2 separate regions of the Xenopus laevis genome follow, and region 2 is linked to region 1. The links are chromatin contacts, called in public Hi-C maps. All regions are on one chromosome and are shown on one strand. Each heading gives the region's core, a stretch centred on a gene start, on an enhancer-like site or on the middle of the called end of the contact. The rest is flanking DNA. Distances are from core to core; before and after follow the strand shown.

What was found. A called contact is a pair of places that touch in the nucleus more often than the background predicts.
Region 2: a contact with region 1 is called in a Hi-C map of the XL177 cell line, with 3 times the contacts expected there. The contact joins the promoter of ssbp2.S here to the enhancer-like site in region 1. A contact is called at or near these places in 2 of 4 Hi-C or Micro-C datasets (the XL177 cell line and the XTC cell line).

The regions. Positions count from the first base shown.
Region 1 is chr1S:169,881,660-169,888,123 of Xenopus_laevis_v10.1, reverse strand. No RefSeq gene overlaps it. Among protein-coding and RNA genes, the nearest start is that of ssbp2.S, 99 kb to the left of the region's middle. Within about 2 kb of position 2,058, at least 6 of the 7 cell types and tissues checked have an H3K27ac peak or open chromatin away from gene starts, as enhancers often do.
Region 2 is chr1S:169,980,452-169,987,035 of Xenopus_laevis_v10.1, reverse strand. It overlaps ssbp2.S (single-stranded DNA binding protein 2 S homeolog), which reads right to left and starts at 3,073. Exons shown (of 18, transcript NM_001086878.1): 1 at 2,751-3,073. The coding sequence starts at 2,806.

The sequences.
Region 1 (6,464 bases), core at 809-3,308:
GATTATTAATTAATACAGATAATTACTACATGGCAGCACAGAAACCAGTGCAACTAGCATCAGAATTTAATAATCAGCCCTGTAGCATCAGCTTATATTACAGTCCAACCTCATTTTGTGCTTGATAATTCGTGACGACCCCTAAGCTTAGCTTCTCAACAGCTGCTCAGAGCCCACTGAGAATGTGACTGTCACAGACACTTTCCAAGATGGTGACCCCCTGTGACAAGTTTGAAGTCCTGGATCATTGCTGCTATTGACAAGCTGAAATTTTAGGCTGGTGCAATAAGTTCAGTATATAAAACATGGCATTTTTAGCCATATTCATTTTTAGGGTTTAGTTCTCCTTTAAAAGTGAACAATCGCTTTAAGGTATGAATGACACGTGGGCTTTCACCAGGAAGGCCTTGCAAATGGTCCTCTATATCCTCTGCACTTCCCGAGTGTAGTGTTGGGCGTATCCTATTGGTCATTGTCCAGAAGCAGAGCAGGGTATGGGATATGGGCACCGTATTATAGATATTTTTTTATTTAGTGTTGTAAACAAGATGCTGACTGGCTGGTGTGTGAGCAGGCAGGGCCCTGTCAGTGGAATGGGATGGAGTAGCAGTCACACGGCACCAGCCACATATTCCAGTCCTTCTCTTGGCATGCGCTCTCTTTAGCATCAGGATAAATGGGGGGGGGGATATCTTAAAAAGAAAGGCACTATTATTATTATTATTGACATGTATTTATATAGCACCAACATATTGCGTAGCACTGTATCATTTCACATTTGCTGTGGGGTTAACGGGGTTGTTCACCTTTGAGATAACTTTTAGTATGACGTAGAGAGTGATATTCTGAGACAATTTGCAATTTTTTTGAGTTATTGAGCTTTTTTTGAAATCCGGAAACTAGGGTCCAAATTACCCTAGCAACCGTACATCGATTTGAATAAGAGACTATGAATACGAATGGGCCTGAATAGAAAGACGATTAATAGTTAGCAAAAAGTAGCAATAACAATACATTTGTAGCCTAAAGGTGGCCATAGACGCAAAGATCCGCTCGTTTGGCGACATCGCTAAACAAGCCGATCTTTCCCCGATATGCCACTAACGGACATGGCTATATCGGGGGTAATCTGAACGGTTGGCCCTATGGCTGAACGATCGGATTATAATGAGAGCACAATGGGCTCCGGCGGGATGGTCGGGACAAAATCAAACCTGTCCGATCGACCAAACGACCGATCTCCGCCGGACGCAAAAATGTCGCTACCCGAAAATCGTATCCTCTATTTGTACGATAGGATCTTTGCGTCTATGGCCAGCTTTACAGCGCATGTTTTTTTTTAGAAGGGAGTCAGCGACGCCCATTTGAAAGCTGCAAAGAGTCAGACGTAAAAAGGCAAATAACTATAAAACGAAATAATAAAAGCCAATTGGAAAGTTGCTTAGAATTGACCATTCTATAACATACTAAACGTTACCTCAAAGGTCAACCACCCTTTAATTAAGGTTGCCACCTTTTGTGGAAAGAAATACCGGCCTTGCTATATATTGATCTTTTTTCCCTATTAATAAAATTGATATCAACCATCATTTTTACCGGCCAGGTGGCAACCCCACCTTTAATGGCCATTTGAATAGTGTGGGAATGTCACATAGCGTTTCATTATTTCTCCCCTACACTCTGGTAACACTACAACTCCCAGAATGCACGTATAGCCTTCAGCCAGAAGAGCTGCAGCATTCTATCACCAACCTGCTGCTTTCCCTTATATTATTAACAAAAAGGCCCTATTTTATTTGGCATGGCAGGGAACAGCCTCAGATAAACGGGACAAGGATACAATTATTCGACTATATCATTTCAATCGTTTCTTTGCACAGAGGTAGATGTAGTTGCACTACAATTCCCAGCATGCTTTGACAAGCACAGCTATTAGAGGAGGCCGGACACAGAGTATTTGGCCCTTGGCTGCTGCAGTATATGAATAGAGGGTGTGCAGGACGGGCTGCCTCCCCGGTTCTGTGTGTGTGTAGGTTGCAGCAGAGTTACTTTAAGGCTTCCCCTCCCCTCCTGCTCGCACACAGATCCAGCGCTGGTGGTACAGAGCCGTAGCTACAGACTATACAGTAATTCCCCAGCAAGGGCGCCTTGAAACTGCCAGGGCTGAATAGCATTTGCTGTTCTGTGAGTGTTACCCCTCCCTCCGCAGCCCCTGGGAGCGCAGCTTATCCCGGAAGTGCTGCTGTCTCTCATACACAGGCTTACACTGCAGCCTCACCAGCTCACTGGGCTGTAGACCCTCTGCCCTGTGGGGTTACTTATCTACCCCCTTCCAGGGGCAGTTTTAGGACAGGGCAGAAAAGGCACTGGTCCCCCCACAGTATCATAGGGCTCTTTGTTATGAAAATGCTGATAACAAATGACACATGGGTGTGTGTGTGTAACACTTGTTATATTTGGTGATGTACATTACTGACTCCCAGCCTGTGACCCATTATTAACCTTATTCTGGAACCCAGAGAAACAGTCACAATTAAAGTGTGATTATAGTTTGCAAGGAATATATTTTAGGGTAAGGTCACACTGGGCGATTCGGGGAGATTTTGTCGCCTGGCGACTAATCACCTTGTCTTTGTGGCGATCAATCTCCCGAATGCCTCACCTCTGTCTTGCGCCGGCTAAAATGAAAAATCGACTGCGGCATGGCACACGTCGTGCTTCTTATTCCGAAGTCGCCCCGTTTCCTCCCAATGGAACTTCGGGAATATGAAATGACGCATGTGCCATGCCGCAGGCGACTTTTCATTATAGCCAGCGCAAGACAGAGGTAAGGTGTTCTGGGAGATTGATCACCGCAAAGACGAGGCGATTAGTCGCCAGGTGACTAATTCTCCCCAAATTGCCCAGTGTAACCCTAACTCTACAAGGGTTAATGATACGCAAACCTAATGCTTATTTAGGGTGGTGGCACAAGCTGCTACTTGGGGAGATTAGTCGCCCAGCGACAAAACACCTCTTCTTTGGGGCAACTAATCCCGAAATGCCTTCCCGGATCGTTTCGGCTTTCCAAAATTGCCCCAAGTTTCCTTGTGAGGTACTGCAACTAAGGGCAACTATTGGAAAAACAAAGCGATCTGAGTGTCATCCCACCGGCGATTTACATTCTAGCCGGCAGGAAGGCATTTCGGGGAGATTAGGCGCCTGAAGAAGAGGCAATTTGCCGCTGGGTGACTAATCTCCCCAAGTAGCAGCGTGTGCCACCACTAATGATGCCACCATTTTTGGAAAAATTAACCACCCTTATAGAGACAGGTTTATGGGCTTTGCAGCCTCACAGGATTTTACATTTCTTTGATTATTTTAAGGAAACCTTGGCTGAAATCATTTTAATTATAATGGTTAGTGCCAGCTACAAGTCTCTTATGGGCTACACTTACCCAAATGTAACATTCCTGTTAGCATTGCCACCTGGCCTGTATTTTGCCGGCCTGGACGGTAATAATGATGCTTTATGCCAATGTTTTACATAGGGAAAAAAGATAAAAATATAGGAAGGCTGATTTTTTTATTCCAGAAAAGATAGCGACCCTAATTTCAGTGAGGGATGCAAGTGACTTTCACCTTCCAAACACTTTTTTCAGTTCACTTGTCTTCAGATTTTTCACCATAAACAAAGACTTTTTTCAGTTGCTTTCCATCTTTTATCTTTTTCCCAGAATTTAAGTTTAATGCTCCTCTCTCTAGTGTTTCAGTCTGGCAGCTCAGTGATCCAGGAGCAGCTGAACAGTTACAATTTGCTACATTTAGTTGATACATTTCTCAGCAGTATCTGTGGAATATTAGCAACTATTGTATCAATTCTAACAGCTGCCTTTAATGAAACTCAGGGATTCAGCTCAGCAGGGACAAAGATAACAAAAGAAGCAACTAAATATATCAATTTAGAACTGTTAAAGGGTCTGCGACCCCCCCAGAGCTTAAATCAGACTTTAACTGTTAAGGTGAAAAAAGTAAGTTTACACTTCAACATTTATTTCTGGTAGACAATCCAAAATTAACTGACCTGAAAAAAGTTTTTAAGGTGAACAGTAAGTGCAGCCTCCCTGCAGAATTTTCTAGACGTGTCCTTCTGGTGATCTGATAACCCTACAATGGGCTATGGCATACATGATATTTTTGACTATAACTACTCCTAGAGGTGGGTAACATGGGTCACCCTTCATGTTCTGTGTTTTAGGTGATGATCATTTCCTTTGTACTACTAAAGATGTAGCACCTCTTATGTATGTATCTAGGAAACTTTAGATGTTTTGATGACAATGCCCCATGCGCTCTATAATTATGTACCCACAGAGGTGCTGAGCTGCATTTAAAGGAGTACTGCATTGTTGCAGAGAGCAGTTGTAGCTGCACATCAGTACTAGGGCATGTGCTTTCAGTATCAGTCTAGTTTTTTAGGGGAGAGATGGCAACTCTTATCTTCATTCCTTTCATTACCCTCTTGGGACCCATTAGAAGTGTATGCTGGAAGCGGTAGCTGTGCAAGAGCTGCATGAGTGCAGGCTGGACAGTCTGTAAACCAGAATGCTCGGGACCTGGGGCTTTCCAAACAATGGATCTTTCCATAATTTGAATCTTCATACCTTAAAGGGGGAGCTTCATCATTCTGAAATAAGAAACTTTCTAAATAAAATCAATTAAACATTCTAAATCATTTTTGAAATAATCAAGTTTATCTTCACTATCCCTCTCTCAGCATCTGTTTCTCCTCATTATCTTTCATGCAGCAGTTGGGTGTCAGATATTCATTGACAGTTAGATCCAATATATCTTATATGGGGGCTTCATTTCCTAGCAGATGTATTGGAGCTCACTCAAATAACTGATTCCTTTACAAACAAAATCTAACAAAATAACTGGCTTTTGTACAAATTCTGCATGTAGAGAGACATGATGTCTGGTGATTTTAATAGAGTGAGCTCTAATACATCTTCTAGGCAAAAGGAGCCCCCTATAAGATATATTGGATCTAACTGTCAATGATTATCTGACACCCAACTCCTGCATGAAGAGAGAATGAAGAGAAACAAGTGCTGAGAGAGGAATAGTGAAATAAACTTGATTATTTCATAAACAATACAGAATATTTAAGTGGAGACCGACAGAGGGGTGAGCGACGGAGGGGATGGGTGAGCAACGGAGGGTAGAGGAGGGAGGGGAGAGCGATGGAGGAGAGGAAGGAAGGAAGCAGAGTAAGAATGAGGGGTGCGAACACGGACTAGGGGTAGGCAGAAGAAAATTTTAGAGGTAGCTGCCCAGCGTCCCCTATCATTGCGCCCTACTCAGCTGCCTTTTCTGCCTACCCCTAGTTCCGTCCCTGAGTACAAGGTACTGTTTTATTATTACATGCATGTTTGCTTTGCACATAGCACACTTGCCCCTCACAGGGAATTAAAGGGACAGTATATAGGCGTGTGCTGTATATTGCTGTTTGTACAATTTAGATTTTTTTTTTAATTGTCTTTTTCCGCACCAGATTTTTTTGTGAAAATGTATTAATAAATACGGTATAGAAGTCAACGAAACTTTATTTTTAAACAAAATAGTTACAAATTTTTGAAGTTTGATAATTAGCCCTTTCAACACAAGCTGTCTGTATATACATTTTCTCTGATATATCTAGTAGTGATAAGTATATATCAATAATTTGTAAGTAAACTTCTGTCTTCAGCCCTGTTCTCATATACAGGGAATGTTCTTATAGTGGGAAGTATAGCAAAGGCTGTTCTTAATCAGTGGGGCTCATTTATCAACACTGGGCAAATTTGCCCATGGGCTGTTACCTATAGCAACCAATCAGTGATTAGCTTTTTAAAGCCAGCTGCAAGAAGAACAATGAATGCAGCAATCTGATTGGTTGCTATAGGTAACAGCCCATGGGCACATTTGCCCAGCATTGATAAATGTACCACTGACTCCTACATAATAAATACAAACATCATAATCAAAAAACCACTGTGCCATGAATCTTACTGAGTCAGGTATAACGTGTTCAAGGTGCATGAGTGGAGGTAATGAATTGTTTTAAAACTTTTCAAGATAAGTCAGCAAATCCATCTGGTTTAGACTTACCTCTACTAGATATATTAAATGTATTCATTTACATTAAAATCCCATTGTCATCCTTTTTATAAAGCATTGGCAAAGTTGGGATTGTTCACGCTGGAGAAGAGGTGCCTCTGAGGCAAATCGGAGAGACTTCAGATGGGGTTTTTGCCTTCCTCTGGATCAACTGGCAGTTAGGTAAGAGTTAAAAGGTTGAGCTTGATGGACATGTGAATTTTTTCAACCTAACTTACTATGTAACTATGAAATGCTATTCTATATATATATATATATTCTATTGAATACTGTAGTTAATTATTCTCGTTAGTCTCTTTGCCATTGGAGCTTACAATGTAAAT
Region 2 (6,584 bases), core at 1,824-4,323, 98 kb before region 1:
TTTTGTGGCCTACATGGTAGAGGGCCAATAATGGAAGCCAGTGTTGACCACTCCCTGTTTTTAAACCACACCCACTTTAAACCACACCCATGTTACCACAAGACCATACCGACATTAACAATTAAGTGATAGCACACCAAAAGAACCAAATCGTTGGTGCTAACTGCAGGGATATCACTCATCAATCTTTTTTTTGGCACACACAGGGAGTGTAGGGCAGGCAGAGTATGGCACACACAGGGAGCTTAGGACAGGTAGAGTATGGCACACACAGGGAGCATGGGGTAGGCAGAGTATTGCACACACAGGCAGTACAGGGCAGGCAGAGTATGGTACACAGGAAGCATAAGGCAGGCAGAGTATGGCACACACAGGGAGTGTAGTGCAGGCAGAGTATGGCACACACAGGGAGCATAGGGCAGGCAGAGTATGGCACAAACAGGGAGCATGGGGTAGGCAGGGTATTGCACACACAGGCAGTCCAGGGCAGGCAAAGTATGGCACACACAGGGAGCATAGGGAAGGCAGAGTATGGTACACAGGGAGCATAGGGAAGCAGAGTATGGCACAAACAGGGAGTATAGGGCAGGCAGAATATGGCACAAACAGGGAGTATAGGGCAGGCAGAATATGGCACACACAGGGAGCATAGGGAAGGCAGAATAGAGCAGAAGACAGGGAAACCTATCAGGACCACTTTAAGATGTGCTACATACAGTGACACAGTGCTGGTGCCCCTTCAGCAGTTTGTATGAAGAGTAAACAGGTAAACAATGTGGGCAGTCTCAGTCTAGGTACCAGGTGTGAAAAGTACAAGGATTTAGGGGTGTGAACAATAGAGGTGTTACAAGTGTGAACAATATAGGGGGGATTACATGTGTGAACAATACAGGGGACTACAGTCTGAATAGGAGGTTTAAACAACGCAGGGGCCAGTTAATCTCTGCAGTGATAAAGTTTACACATGGTAAGCAGACACAGCAGGAAGACTTTCACATGGGCTGCCAGTTGGGCAGCCCTTCTCTAGATGATGCTCAACTACAACCCACAGTTTAAAATGCTGGAAGTTGTAGTTGAACAGTATGTCGAGGAGTTGTCTATACCTGTCCTACACAGACGCTCCTACCTACAATCACTTGTGCCTGGACATGAACCTCGCTATAATAAGAAAGGAATAGTGACAGGTAAGTTGAACTTTGCTAGCTGACACAACTGCCTCCCGTCTATGATACAAATAAGAACAGGCAATTTATCCCTCACCATTGCATGTATGCTTTCTGCAGAGTCTTGTCCCCTGCCTGTTCCTCATGCACTTTCCCTCCAAGGAGCTCACACACACACGACCCGTGGCACAAAGTAGAGCTCGGCATGTTCCACACTAACTCCAGCAGCACAGGAGGAGATGACAGAGCTGATAAAAAACAGAGCGAGCCATTGTTTGCTGTCCCCCCGATAATGTCCCCATGGTACATATGCCCTCACCTTTCCATTCAGCATACGGAACACTTGTAAAAAACAGGACTAGCAGGAGCACCCACTGAAACTTCCAGTCATCACTTGGACTGTGCACAAGGTGGCTGGGAGTCCTGCTGGAGTCCAGCCTGCAACTAGTTCTCAAGAGATGGCTCTTTATGATACCGACAATAATGCCCATGTCTAGGGACTAGACTGTAAGCTCTAAGGACCAATTGCTGGGTAAATGTGTTTTTTACTATGTAATGAATGATAATAATACATACTATTCACACAAATCAGCCCCAGATATATCTTGGATCAGTAATAGGTCCCTGCGGCAGAGGGAAACAAACAATGGTAATGCAACTGACACAAATAGCAGAAAGTGTTCCAAAGGGCATGCAATCTAATTGAGCAAGGCAGGTTGCAAGTGCCAAGCATACTACACACTGCAGCACATACAACAGAGACAACAAAAGCAGAGGTGCATGTATACACACTGACAGGGAAGGCCCAGGGACCCCAGAGTTTGCAACCTACAGCACAACATGTGTGTCCTGCCATACAAAACACCTTCTGAAATAGAACTTCCAACATATCCCTCACATGGCCGAGGGATGCCGGGAGTTGTTGATAAACAAGAGCTGGAGGACAGCAGGTTATACACCCTGGAAGGATAGGCAGCTATTTACAAGTGATGCTGTATACAACAACATGCAGAGGAGGCATGTGCAACCTGCCCCCCCCCCCAACAGCCTCTGTTAAACTACAACTCTCAGCAATGCCCAGGCAATTGAAGGTATGCTGGTAGCCATTAATTGCACAAAAGCTGGAGGGCCATAGATGGGCCATAGATGGGATATAGGTGGGATATAGGTGGGATATGTGTGCAGTAAAGTAGCACTTATGTAATGACATGGGTCACAGCCAGAAGCCTCCACTTCACTCAGGGATGATCAGATAGAAGAGCTCCAGCTGTTGTTCAAGCACAAAGTCAATGGGCACAGACAGTACACCCCAGCAGCTCCCTGTGACTGTGCAAGGAGGATGCAAGTTGTAGTTCAGCAGCTCCCCAGTGTCCTTGCTGTACAACAGAGAGATATGGGGCCCCAGCCTCCCCCAGCAGCTACTCACCCCACTGCCAGCAAAGTTACTTTCACACAGTCCCCGTTCCTTGTTACACCAAGAGGAGGCAGGAAGTTCTCAGCCCCATGTCTGTCTGCCCCCAGTGCCCCAACTGCACCTCCCGCTGCCTCCATGCCCCGCGGCCCCACAGGGGTCTGAGTGCCACTTACTTCTCCCTGGCCTGGCTGTCGGACGGTACGCTGTTACTCTTGCCTTTGGCGTACATGCTTGCAGAAAGCTCCGATTGTCACACACACCTGTCAACCGATCACAGCCTTCCACCAGGAACAACCCCGTCACCATGGCGACACCAGCAGCGCCCGCCCCTGATAGGCCCGGTCGGCTCCCAGCCCCACCCTCTCCCCATGGCAACCAACATGATAGGCAGTTCCTTCCACACCCCCAACCTTCTCCCGTGCTCCCTCCTCCTAAGCAGGCTGGGCTGAGAGCAGAGCAGAGGGAGAGCGGCTTCCTCCCCCTCCTCCTTTCTCTCTGAGCTGGGGGGAGGAGGGGGGATTTGAAACCGTTCTAGAAGGATTTTTAAACAACTGGCTGTTCCTTCTAATGGCTGCCACTCCCGCCTCTGCGCCCAGCCAGCCACAAACTGTGGGCTGGATCCGCATAATTCCAAGGCTAGGGACGCACTAGTCACCAATGTTATTTCTCATTCCTAGGCCAGGGGATCCCTCAGCAATTCCCAGGCACCCTGAATATTACTGTTCCTTGCTAAGGCTGACCTTTTCCAATGCTATAACTCCAAGCCCAGGGACATCCTGACTAAAATCATGTTTTTCCTAGGCTAGGCTTGTCTACCAGTCTGTAAACTTCATACTTGATATTATGAGAGAGAAACAAAAAAATAAAGGAAAGCTGCTTTTTTATTCCAGAGAAGGCCACAACCTTACAGGGAAAGCCCTGGTAATGTCACTGCACCCTCATTATGCCAATGTACATTGTGTAATATTACTCTAGTATTTCTCTTTATTAGTCCTAGTCAGTGTCGGACTGGGACACCAGGGGCCCACCCAAAAACCTTAGACCAGGGGCCCACCCAAAAACCTTAGACTAGGGGCATAATCTCAGTATTATTATTATTTTCCTCTCCTCATTCAACATCTATTCTCCTAGTCTCTTTTCTTTACATACTATAATCTATTATTCCACCTATTTAACCTAGGGTTGCCGCCTGGCTGGTATTTTACCGGCCTGGCCGGTAAAAATAATGGCTGATCCCAATGTTATTAATAGGGAAACAAGATAAATAGATAGGAAGGCCGGTATTTTTTCCCAGAAAACGCGGCAACCCTAATTTAGCCTCTTTGTTTTTATAGAAATAGGGAATTACCATGAATCAAGCCGAATGTTTAGCAGCATGAGGGCCCTCTGACACCTGGGCCCAACGGGAGTTTTCCTGGTATCCCAGTGGGTCAGTCCAACACTGGTCCTAGTCTATGGGCACCATCACTAATGCCACAGCCACGGGTTTATGCGTAGTATTATCACTATTTGGTAACCCATACAACACTAGAAAACCCCATAACACTGTAAATATATTTATGCAGGCAAGTAATGTGATAGCATTTTACAGAGACAACTGGTAAAACTTGCAGTGGTGTCCAGTATGCAGCCCTCTTGTTGTTATTATCAACCAAATGCAAAAGTAGAATGGCTAGCAGCATAGCGACTACAATACACAACGGTGGAGTACATTGAAATGGGATTTTTGACAGAATGCTTACTCTAGTTTGGTGAAAGTGCTGTGATGTTAATCTGATGTTCTGGCTGTGTGTAATGTATCTCTGAACCTCGTACCAGTACCTAAACGTGTTTTAAAGAAGGGAAGGCTCTTCATCGAGTATGGTTAATACCTAGGGTTGCCCCCCGGCCGGTATTTTACCGGCCTGGCCCTTAAAAATAATGCATGCTGCCAATTTTATCAATAGAAAACAACGGCATGAATATAGGAAGGCCGATATTTTTTTCCAAAAAAGGTGGCAACCCTATAAATACCCACACGCCAAAATTATTTCTGGTAGTTGATTATACTCACAGACAAATAGGTTTTGTTTTAATCATCAAATCTCTATGGTTACTTCCAAAAATCCTCCTTTGGACAATAAAGAATAGCATGTGCCTTTAATAAAGGAAAGTATTGCACTTACAATGTTCCACTTTAAAATTGCAATTAAAATCAAAAGGTTCCCCGCAGTCTATACTGAGATATCTTCAGCGTTACTCAATCCCTACTGCTCATGTCCTTGTTCTGCTTCCGCACTCGTCATAGCGTTTTGCCCACGTGTAATGTATCTTTGAATCACGTACCAGTACCTACACTAGGGTGGGCATTCACAAAATTGGCATTATAATGAAATATAAAAATTTAAATATTAGTTCACACCGTAAAAGAATCAAATGGCAAATTGACAATTGCCTGAACGCCTCTTCTTTTTAATCCACCCAATGGCAAAATGTTTTTACATCAAAAAAGTTGGAGTAAAATGACTTTGACAGTTCAACTCCATCTTCCTGAATTTGATGTTATTAACTCCAGCACAATGGCATTAATAACTCCCAAATGCGTACATATATATTGGCTTAACATTAACTCTAGATTTAGTATGGAGAAATGTAGAACTCCAAAATGATTAAAGTGGCATTCCTGAAGTGTACAATAACATCATATTCATGAAAAAGATAAAGGCTTTTATGAATAACTTTTTAAACTCTAGGTTAATATTTCTTAGCCTAATCTTAGTTCACTCCACTTTTGCAAATTCCCCCACACAGGCTTGTTGTCACACGATGAGTAAATACATTAGGGGAGAAAAACTGCCTTCCACTCTAACTTTAGGGTCCTTAGTCGCAGGTGTTTCACCCTGAATTCCCTGCAGTCAGTTGTTATTGTTAATGGGGCAGATTTATCAAAATGTGAGATTAGCGTTTACCACCCAAAAACTCACCCATGTTCTAGTCATTCCTATGGGAGTTTTAGGGCTCTTACAGACAAGCATTTTTAGCGGCGCTCCCCTGCATTCCGGTTTCATGCGTTCAGCCGCAGGAGTAGACACACTGAATTCTTTTGAACACAGACGCATGTAAGTGGCAAACGCAGAAAAAATGCAACATGCTGCGTCCCAACCTGCGTTCTGCGCTTTCATGCGTCTGTGTGAGTACAACCCCATTGAAAAGAATTTAGTGCGTCTACTCCTGTGCTCCCCTGCAGGTGAACGCATGAAACCGGAACGCAGGGGAGCGCAGCTAAAAACGTTCGTCTGTAAGAGCCCTTAGAATCATATTTATCAATGGACTTCACCATTTGATAAATATGCTTTTAAAAATCACATATGAATAAATAGAAAATGAGCGAGTTTTATTGTGGTGAGTTATAAATTCACACGTTGATAAATCTGCCCCAACTTTAAGTGTACACTGAATAGCATGGCATCTGCATGTCAGTGCACTTGTGTGTGATTTTAGCAATGAAAATCTACCATGTGCTTGCACTGACACACAGTGCTTTTCACTGCACACTTATGTCAGGGTGGAGGGATGCCGATATGCACTTTCTTGCATGGCCAGGGCCCCCAGTCACAAGCTCCTCCACATGTCAAACCTTTACAAGAGCTTACAGTCTAAAGGATTCAGAAAATGGATTTCAGTTTGCGGAAACACTAACTATGTTTGTCATAAAGAAGACATTTTGGCATAAGGTGTGATAAGAAAAAATAAAACTGACATTAATGTTTATGAATTTGTCAGACAATTTTTTTTTGTAGTAAATAATTATTTTTCTAAACGTAACTCAATTTAAAGTGGACTAAAGCCAGTTAGGCATTGAGGCTTGGTAAAGTCTGTATTCCATCTTGCTAATTTTGCTGGCGGAATCACTGGCGTTCTGACCTGCGCTCCCCTGCGTTACGTTTTTTGGTGTTCAGCCGCAGGGGAGCGCAGGAATAGACGCATGTCATTATTTCAAATGGGGCTGTACTCACTCAGGCGCGTGT